3 separate regions of the Mus musculus genome follow, and regions 1 and 3 are each linked to region 2. The links are chromatin contacts, called in public HiChIP or PLAC-seq maps. All regions are on one chromosome and are shown on one strand. The core of a region is the stretch at or near the end of the contact, and the rest is flanking DNA. Distances in the headings are between cores, read along the strand shown. Region 1 has its middle 13 kb from the start of Platr29. Region 2 overlaps Zmynd8 (zinc finger, MYND-type containing 8). Region 3 overlaps Ncoa3 (nuclear receptor coactivator 3).

The links. HiChIP or PLAC-seq counts read pairs in DNA pulled down with a chosen protein or histone mark.
Region 1: an H3K27ac HiChIP or PLAC-seq map of embryonic stem cells shows a contact between it and region 2, with 12 read pairs. The contact joins two enhancer-like sites. A contact is called at or near these places in 2 of 15 datasets of contacts at CTCF or cohesin (CD8 T cells and the NIH/3T3 cell line) and 9 of 115 datasets of contacts at active chromatin or transcription factors (the HPC-7 cell line, effector CD8 T cells, embryonic stem cells and 3 more).
Region 3: a contact with region 2 is called in an H3K27ac HiChIP or PLAC-seq map of embryonic stem cells, with 4 times the contacts expected there. The contact joins two enhancer-like sites. A contact is called at or near these places in 4 of 39 promoter capture datasets (the 3T3-L1 cell line, the C10 cell line, hippocampal neurons and 1 more), 1 of 15 datasets of contacts at CTCF or cohesin (embryonic stem cells), 7 of 484 Hi-C or Micro-C datasets (beige adipocytes, embryonic stem cells, nephron progenitors and 2 more), 21 of 115 datasets of contacts at active chromatin or transcription factors (astrocytes, bone marrow-derived macrophages, craniofacial prominence and 14 more) and 2 of 9 other capture datasets (adipose tissue and liver).

The regions. Positions count from the first base shown.
Region 1 is chr2:165,967,517-165,970,371 of GRCm38.p6, forward strand. No RefSeq gene overlaps it. Among named protein-coding and RNA genes, the nearest start is that of Platr29, 13 kb to the right of the region's middle. Within about 2 kb of position 1,570, at least 167 of the 459 cell types and tissues checked have an H3K27ac peak or open chromatin away from gene starts, as enhancers often do. A contact at or near this core is called in the HPC-7 cell line and embryonic stem cells, where this site is marked.
Region 2 is chr2:165,790,643-165,793,342 of GRCm38.p6, forward strand. Zmynd8 (zinc finger, MYND-type containing 8) reads right to left here. Exons shown (of 23, transcript NM_001363020.1): 20 at 2,162-2,325; 21 at 1,263-1,329. Among named protein-coding and RNA genes, the nearest start is that of Gm29993, 60 kb to the left of the region's middle. Within about 2 kb of position 1,264, at least 87 of the 459 cell types and tissues checked have an H3K27ac peak or open chromatin away from gene starts, as enhancers often do. A contact at or near this core is called in the HPC-7 cell line and embryonic stem cells, where this site is marked.
Region 3 is chr2:166,008,178-166,011,032 of GRCm38.p6, forward strand. The region is part of intron 1 of Ncoa3 (nuclear receptor coactivator 3); the gene reads left to right. Among named protein-coding and RNA genes, the nearest start is that of Ncoa3, 17 kb to the left of the region's middle. Within about 2 kb of position 1,529, at least 67 of the 459 cell types and tissues checked have an H3K27ac peak or open chromatin away from gene starts, as enhancers often do. A contact at or near this core is called in embryonic stem cells, where this site is marked.

The DNA of each region.
Region 1 (2,855 bases), core at 320-2,819, 180 kb after region 2:
TGCTGCATCCAAGTCTGCAGAGAATCAAGAAGCCATCAAAACAAACATAGTGCCTCCTGCTTTAATCCCAGCACTTAGCAGGCTGAAGCAGGAGTAGCCTTGTAAGATCAAGGCCAGCCTGGGCCGTATACAGACTTTGACTAAAAGAAAAAAAAAAAAGGAAAACTGAACTCAAAGCATTTGGGCATTTGGGAGGCCAGCCTGTACTGCACCATGAGACCCCGTTACTAGCTAATTAAAAAACAAAAGAAGCCCTTTTGTATCGGGGAGTTTGGAGACTTTGGAGGCCTGTGGCATCCTGGAAGGAGACACTGCCCAGTGTCTTGCCCTGCTAAACAAAAGCTCCTTTGGTGTGTGTGCCAGAAATCTGGGGCCTACTGCCTCCTCCTCTCTCCTCCCCTGCCACCACTCAAAGCAAACAACAACGAAGAGGCCCCCAGGGACAGAGGAGGGCTGTCAATCAACTGGCTGCTGGCTGGCTGGCAACTTGAGGAAGAGATAAATGCCTATTATGTAAAGGCTGAAGTGAGGGCTTTACTTGCTGCAAGGCTCTGATAGAAGGCTCTAGGGGGGAGGGGGAGGAGGAGGGGGACACTCCAGTTCTCCCAAGATGACCTATCAAGCACCTGGAGTCTCATTGGTCAAGCAGCTGAGAGCCACTTTTTTTTTTTTTTTTTGAGACAGAGTCTCTCTAGGTATTCCCAGAATTTATGTAGATCAGGCTGGCCTTAAAGTCCCAGAGATCCCCTTGCCTCTGCCTCCCTAGTGCTGAGATTAAAGGAGGCAATACCACACCCAGCTCCTGTATCTTTTTTTACAGTGTTGAAATGAAAGCCAGGCTTTCCCTGCGCTAAAGAAAGCTGTACCAGGAAGCCCACCAACCGTATGCCTTTTCTTGTAGTCACCAAAAGTCACATGGTTTCCTCGTCCAGGACAAAGCTCATGTTATCTGTACTCAGTCCAAGCACCACTTATGGAACAGAACAAAACTCCGACTCCTAAATTATTGTGTGTGTGTGGCGTGTTTGGGGTGTGTGGTTTGTATGTAATTGTGTGTTTGTATGTGTGGTGTATCTGGCTTGTGTGTGAACTTGTGTGTGAGCTATCTGGGATATGTGAGGTGTGTGTCTCGTGTGTTTGTATGAATGTGGGGGGTGTGTATGGAGTATACGGGTGCCTGTGTGGTTTGTGTGAGAGGGCTGTATGTGTGTGAGTTTGTGTGTCCGGTGCGTATGTGTTGTATGTCTATGGGGTATGTAGTTTGTGTGTGTGTGTGTGTTTCCTATCTGTGGGGTATGTGAGGTGTGTGTATGGGTGTGGGGGTATGTGGAGGTGTCTTTGTGGGGGTTGCTTGTGAGTGTGTGTCTGGTGTGTGTCTAGTGTGTGTATGTGATGCTGGGGATAGGGCCTCACAACCCATGGTTCTTTGAGGACAGCTAAACTGACCAAACACTCCCAAACTTGGCTTCCGGTTAGTTGAGTCATCAGTGGACAGCATTTCCTTAGCCCCAGGGTTAGTCACGGGCAGCATGTGACCTGCCTGCAGGCAATGAATGTCAGCTATTAGCTAGAACTCCAGGAGGGAAGCACTCTCTCCCTGGCTTCCTCCCCGCCCAGGATCTCTCTATCTCTCTGGCAGTTGCTTCTATTTATTTAGTCAATTAGCTATTTGCCTGTGTGTGTGTGTGTGTGTGTGTGTGTGTGTGTGTGTAAGTGGAACTGGCAAAGGACTAACATTCATGAATTAGGTCTTCCCAACACTTTATAGGTCCAAGGGAGGGATCTCAGATTGAGAGTGAGTGAGCATCTCTATTTATCTCTGGGGCTTCTCACCAGCTCTGGTCTCTGGTTTTAACTTTCTCTTTCCCTTTTCCCTCTCCCTCCTTTCCTCCATCTCCTTTTCTCCTTCCTTCCTTCCTTCCTTCCTTCCTTCCTTTCTTTCTTTCTTTCTTTCTTCTTTTTGTTTCCTTGGGCTAGGGTCACAAGGCTGGCCTTAAACTAGCTGTGTAACTAAGGAATACCCTGAATTCCTGACCTCGCCCGTGCCTCCCTGGAGCGAGGAACGCTGGCTTTCTCGGTCACACCCGGTCCTAGGGTGTGGTTGCTGATAGGCTCCTAACCTAGCTACTTCCCCAGGCCTACTTTCCCTTTTCTTTTCCTGACCTTCAAGTAAGCCTCCTGCCTCAGCTTTCCGAGTGCTGAAACGATGACTCTTGAAACTTTAAAATTGAATTGTATTTGTTATTACTATGGGTGACAGGGCAGGCAAGCTCCTGCCATGGTATGCGGACCCCTCTTTGTACTGTGGGACTTCTCAGATCAAACTCAGGTGGTCAGGCTGCTTGGCAAACAGGTCCACCCTCTGTGCCATCTTGATGGCCTAGAACGCAACTAGCTTTATATCCCTCAACTTATATCTATCGTATAAATGTCACGCCGTTCACTCGTGAATAACAGAACACAAGGAAGCAGAAACATCGTTAAGGAGAAATGTACCCGCATGCTTAGCTCAGAAATTCCGGTGGGCGGCTGATCCGTAATCTCGGGGATATCGAGTTCAGAGTAACTCCAGGCTGAGACTTCATCTCAGGCTAAACAACACAAACAGAGCGGAGCCTCAGATCCTCACTTGAGTCTGTAGAGAGCTTGCCTAGCAAGCTTGAAGCCCTGGGCTCAAGCCCCAGCCCCAGGGAAATCGGGTGTGGCTCGGCTCATTACTGGCATGCAGGAGAATCAGAAGTTCAAACTCACCCTCAGATGTATCTGCAGTTTGAGGGCCGCCTGACATACACGAAACCTCATCTCAAACAAAACCCAATCAACAAAGCAAAAACACAAGCACTTCTCTGGAACGA
Region 2 (2,700 bases), core at 14-2,513:
TCCTCAGCTTCACCTTCTCTGCAGCTCCCCAGAGTCCCAAACGGTATTTCCTAAGTTGGATACTGCCAGCTCCACTCTCTGAATTAAGACATCCCTAAGGTCAGAGCTCTTCTCCTAACTCAGTTCGGGGGCTTCTTTGCTTTTTGAGACTGAGTTTCACTCTGTAGACTAGGCTGCCCTAGAACTTGCCAGCCTCTGACTCCTGAGTGCTGGGGTTAAAAGCATGCACCACCATGCCTGTTTGTATTTTAAACTTATTTTTATCATCATCATCACTAAAAACTGGGAAATCCATTAAGGCATCTCTACAAACATGATTTCAAAAAAAAAAAAGTATTGTTCCATGCTAAGTGTATGAAACTGGTAGAATCCAGTCCACTCTGTCTTTGCGAAGAGCAGAATTCAAGCCAGGAGAGGTGGCACAGGCCCGTTACTCCAGTACTCAGGAGTCAGAGGAAGGAGGAGGAGGAGATCAAAGACCACAATTCAATCAAGAAAAGCCAAGATGCTAACAATGTCATGGAAAGACAGAGCACCCGGAGCCTAGCAACACACTGGAACTGCCAAGGACGTGGGGGAGGGGCTGAACGGCTGAGCACAGAGGGGGAGGGGCTGCTCTCTTCACCTGCAGTCTCCAATCATTACAATCTGAGTCTGTGAGGTTATCTCCTCCCTACCACTAGCCCCCTCCACTCCTGCGGACCATTCCTGTCTTCCTTCAGACAGTGGCAGTCCTCTGTGCACCCACTGTACACAAGAAAAGCCGTAGCTTTCAGTTTTCAGCCACAGTAAATCAAGGAGCAAAAAAGATCCTGGAGCTAAGAGAGAACGTCAAATTGGCCAAGGAAGCCATGGCTCTGAATTCTGGGAAAAAGTTCAGAAGAATGTAGGAAAAGACACCCAAGGCTCCCAGGACGGGAGAGGGAGGCTCAAATTCCACAGCACCTAGTACTGGACCCCAGAGAAGGCTCAACATAGAAGTTCTATTCATCACTAAAGGCTTTGAGGGTCTTCATCAATCAAATATGCCCTGAGGACCTCGGAGACCTGAGCGGATCACCCTGTGTCCCCGTGAAGGGTGCACTCATTAAACATGACACACGTGGGTGACCAATACAAGGAGGCACCTGTGTAACACCTCGCCTAGCCACACCTCCACCCAAATCCATCCAAGGTACGCCAAAAAATCCCAAACCTTTGACTTCCCCCAACATGACCAAGTGAAATACAAAACCCCATGTGGCCACCAGGGGGCGACATACCAGAGCTTTGATTGGAGCCTAAGAGCATAGAGGAGGGCGTCTCTCTGGAGCCGGAAAGATCCAGGGTCTAGAAATATAAACAAAAAGATGAAACCATAGAACCCCAGGGAATCACAGGATGGCTCACCACTCCTCCCACCCTTAGAGGTCTCTACCTGGTGATCAGACCAGAGCCAGGGCAGGTGGACGGCCACACACTGTATACCAGATCCGAAAGGCCAGAACAAAGCATTGGAATGGTCCCCCACTCATCCCTGTCGCCTTGGCTTCCCCTACATCCACTACATCCCCAGACCTACCCAGTACCCTGCTTTGCAAAGAAGGTATATACTGCTCAAAAATCTCTTTTTACTTCATGTTAAGTCTCTTCCGAGGCAATAGTATTTTACCGACCATCTAATGATTTGGGCTCTTGAGATACACAGCTACAAGTGCAGGCAAAGAGCAGTAACCATGACCCTTAAAATGGCCCAGGCATTCAACTGTTATCACATACCCCACAGGAAGCAAGCAGCTGCTCGAGCCCTATGGTCCATCGAAACAGCACTGGCCACACGTGGCCACTTCAATCCCAAGTTACTTTAAAATAAGCAGGTCCTTGGTCACATCAGCCACACTTCTAGTCAGTGACGTGTGGCTGGTGGCTTCCAGGGCCCCAGAAGAGACATTGTTTTACCTCCGCAGGGGGGCGCCCTTCTGAACTTTGAGGAACCCCACAGAACAACTGAAGGTCCCACATACACACCAGCCCGGCTCTCCGTGTTCTCGCATGGGGGGCACACTGGCCATAAAGAACCATTCCCCACCCAGATAAACCGGAACAGTGAAGGGCATCCAGTGGTGGCAGATACAGGAAAGGGTCCTTGGTACAAGGCGACTGTCAGCTTGGGGATTCTCACCGAGTTACTACTGTCCTTGCTCTTCTCCGCTGGCGCCTCTTTCTCTTTGGGGGCGCTGGCCGGTTCTGAAGGTGCTGACTGTGTGTTGGAGGAGTTGCCCTGCGATGACTTATTTCCTGTTTCTGTGCTTGCCTCGGCATCTGCTTCCTGCTGAGGGGCAGTCGCTGGGGACCAAAGAGAACGAGAAAGTCATGAGATGCTTCAAGCCGTGTGTGAACATCCAGGAGCCCAGCTTTCAAATGGCTACCCCTCGAGGCCCCCACAGCTCAGTCCCAATTCAACCTCGCCAGGCTCCATCTCTCCCAAACCCACTTAGAGATCTCGCATGGGCCTTCGACTCTGAAACCCAGAGCTCCAAACTTTATTTGCAAATAGACCTTTTCATACTTAGCAATTCAATTTTTACATCATTTTGCTGAGAACATGTTCTCCAATCAAAGGAAACTTGTGGGGAGCCAGGATGTGACCACCGTTCAAGGAAGCCTGCAACCTCCTCCACTAGGCCTAGATCCACCTCAGCCCAGCTGAGGCAGAGTGAG
Region 3 (2,855 bases), core at 279-2,778, 220 kb after region 2:
GGTAGAGTAGCTTTTAACTGATGGGCAGGAGTATGTATGATACGTTCAAGTTCTGGGCTGTGTGTGGATGGTCTGTAAAGTTATATAAGCAGGGCTGGCTGCTTTTCTAGAGGACCCAGGTTCAATTCTCACTACCCACATGAAACCCCCCAGCTGTCTCTAACTCCAATTCTAGGGGATCTGACACCCTCACTCAGACACACATGCAAGCAAAATACATGAAATAAAAATAAGTCATTAAAATTTTAAGCTAAAAAGTTATACAAGCATAATATATTGCTAGTTTTGGGGGAGGGAGTGTAGATCTTAGTATGTAGTATAGGCTAGCCTTGAACTTGCCATGTCCATCTGCCTTGGCATCCTGAGTGCTCTAATTACAAGCATACCACATGTCCACAGTTTTTTGTTTATTTGTTTGTTTGTTTTTTGAAACGGTCTCATTTTGCAGCTGTGTTTGGCCCAGAACATGCTATATAGTCTATATAGCCTAAGCTGGCCTCACACTCAAGAGATCCACTTACCTCTGCCTCCTGCTAAAGGTGTGCACCATCGTCCCCTGTCTTGGGTAAAGGTTAAAGGTTTATCTGTGTGCCTGTGTGTGCATATATGCATGTATGTGGAGGTCAAAGGCCACCTTGCTTCAAGCGAGGTCCTTTGTTCTTTCCCACTGTACAGGCCTGACTAGTTGTTTGTAGCTTCCAGGGATTGTCCTGTCTTGTCTCCCATCTTCCCCTAGGCGTGCAGGGTTACACACACTCAGCTGCACACTTGGCTTCTGAGTAGCTGCTGGGGATTTAAGCTCTGTTCTCATAGCTCGTCACAGATGCGTTGTCCTATGTAGCCATCTCCCAGCCCATCTTAAGCAGACCTTATTAGTTAGTGCATTTGACTGTTAAAAGTCAGCTTTGATTTTTGAATGGTTTGGAATGTAGTCTTTTTATCCCTTTAATAAAATGAGTCAAGTCTTTGTCTGGCTCAGGATGTAGCCCAGTTAGAGTGCCTGCCTAGCGGGAAGCCCGGGGATGGATGCTCAGCACTGCAGGAACTGGGTTTGGGAGGTACAGGCTTTAATTCCAGCTTTCTGAGAGGGAGGAGTCAGGAGGGTCAGAGGTTCAAGGTCATCCTCTGCACCTAGTGAGAGAATTTGAGACCAGCCTGGACTGCATGAGCCATTGTTTGAAAGGGGGAAAAATAATCTTTGTCTATTTCCTCCCCAATATAAGTTAAAATGTATAGTATTACATATGTTCTAGTGTGATCTCATGAAAAGGTGCTGAAAACCTGTCTAAAACACTGGCTCTCAGTGTATGTTCCAGGAGCGAAACTCAGGGCCTGCCTCTGCCACTGCAAAGAGTGTCTTGCCTATGATTTTTTATATTCCCTTAAAATCAAGAAAACAAATAAAACAGAATCCCCACCTTTTTTTTTTTTTTTTTTTTTGAGAGATGTCACATGTCCTGTGGGCTGGCCTTAAATCTGGAGACTTCTTCCTCCTCCTGAGTTCTGGCATAATCACCATGCCTGGCTTTTCGATGTGATGCTAGGGACCAAACCCAAGGCGTCATGCTTGCCCCACACTCTGCCAAGTGAGCTGTGTTTCCCAGCTGCTGTGCTTTCCTCTCCATGCTGGAAACACTCAGCTCTAGGAATCAGACCCTTGGCACAGAGTAGGTACATGCTAGCCCTAAAAATATGGGCTATATGGATGTGAAGAATGTATTTCTATAAAGAGATGTGCATCTTACTACCCCCTTTTGTGATGAGATCTTGCTGTCCATGCTGGTCTTGATGTTGTTGCCTGCTTGGGCCTCCGGAGCAGCTCTGACTAAGGGCTCCTGCCACAATGCTGGTCTTGTCTCATGGGTTCTACTTCACTGTCTACTGACTTATGTTAGCTTTTGAATGCTTGAGGCATATGCAAATGAGAAAATCAGCATCTCAGAGTGTTTGTAGCATTGTAGCCTTCATATTAAGTTACTGTACCTTTAAGCTTCTGCGGGTCTCAATGGATGTGTCTCTCTCCCAAAGGTGATGGAGACCCCAGGTTTTTTACTGTTCCCTTCACTTAAGTAGTTATTTTATCTGAATTATTTTTGACATACTTGAATTTTGGAACAGTTTTTAGTTTACATCTAAAAAGGATACTTAAAAAAGAACAGTGGAAATTTCCAGCTTTAAAAAAATTTGACTGGTCTAATAACTGCTTCGCAGGAAGAAATATGAAAAGGAGCCGCAGACGTTCTGGATGTCAGCCTGTGAAATTTTCCACTATTTCCCATAATAACATGCAGGCACGCTTATATTCCTGATTCAGTGGGACTGTGACTGCAGTTGCCTGACTGGAATTTGAAGCTCCTGTCAGCGAGAAATGGCATCTGCCACTCCTGCGAGCAGCGCGGAGCTGCCCGTCCTAGGGGCTGGGCTTGCTCTAGGGTTGCCTGGGGAGACACTGTTGGAAAGGCTGATCTTGGAAATTATTTATACGTTTCACGATTCCAAACGATTTTGATTATAGTGGACTTACAATAATACATCTGCTGCAACAGTTTTTTTTAATAGTTTTATTTATATAAATTTATAGAATTTTATTTTGTGTAAAATGCTCAGAGAAGTAAAACATAAAGGTTCGGATAGATCCAGGTTTCATTTGCTACAATTTAGAAACTATTCAATGTATTAGCTTATGCAGGTCCCTGTTAGTGCAGTAGAAGATCAGCAGGCTTCCTCCTGAAGTTAGCCATTCTTTAGACTCAAGTGAGCAGGTCACCCCATTTGCCCAGGTTCTGTAAGTTGACCAAGATAAGTATGGAAGAGCAGATCACAAGATACACTGTAACCTAAGCCTGTCCTGCTTC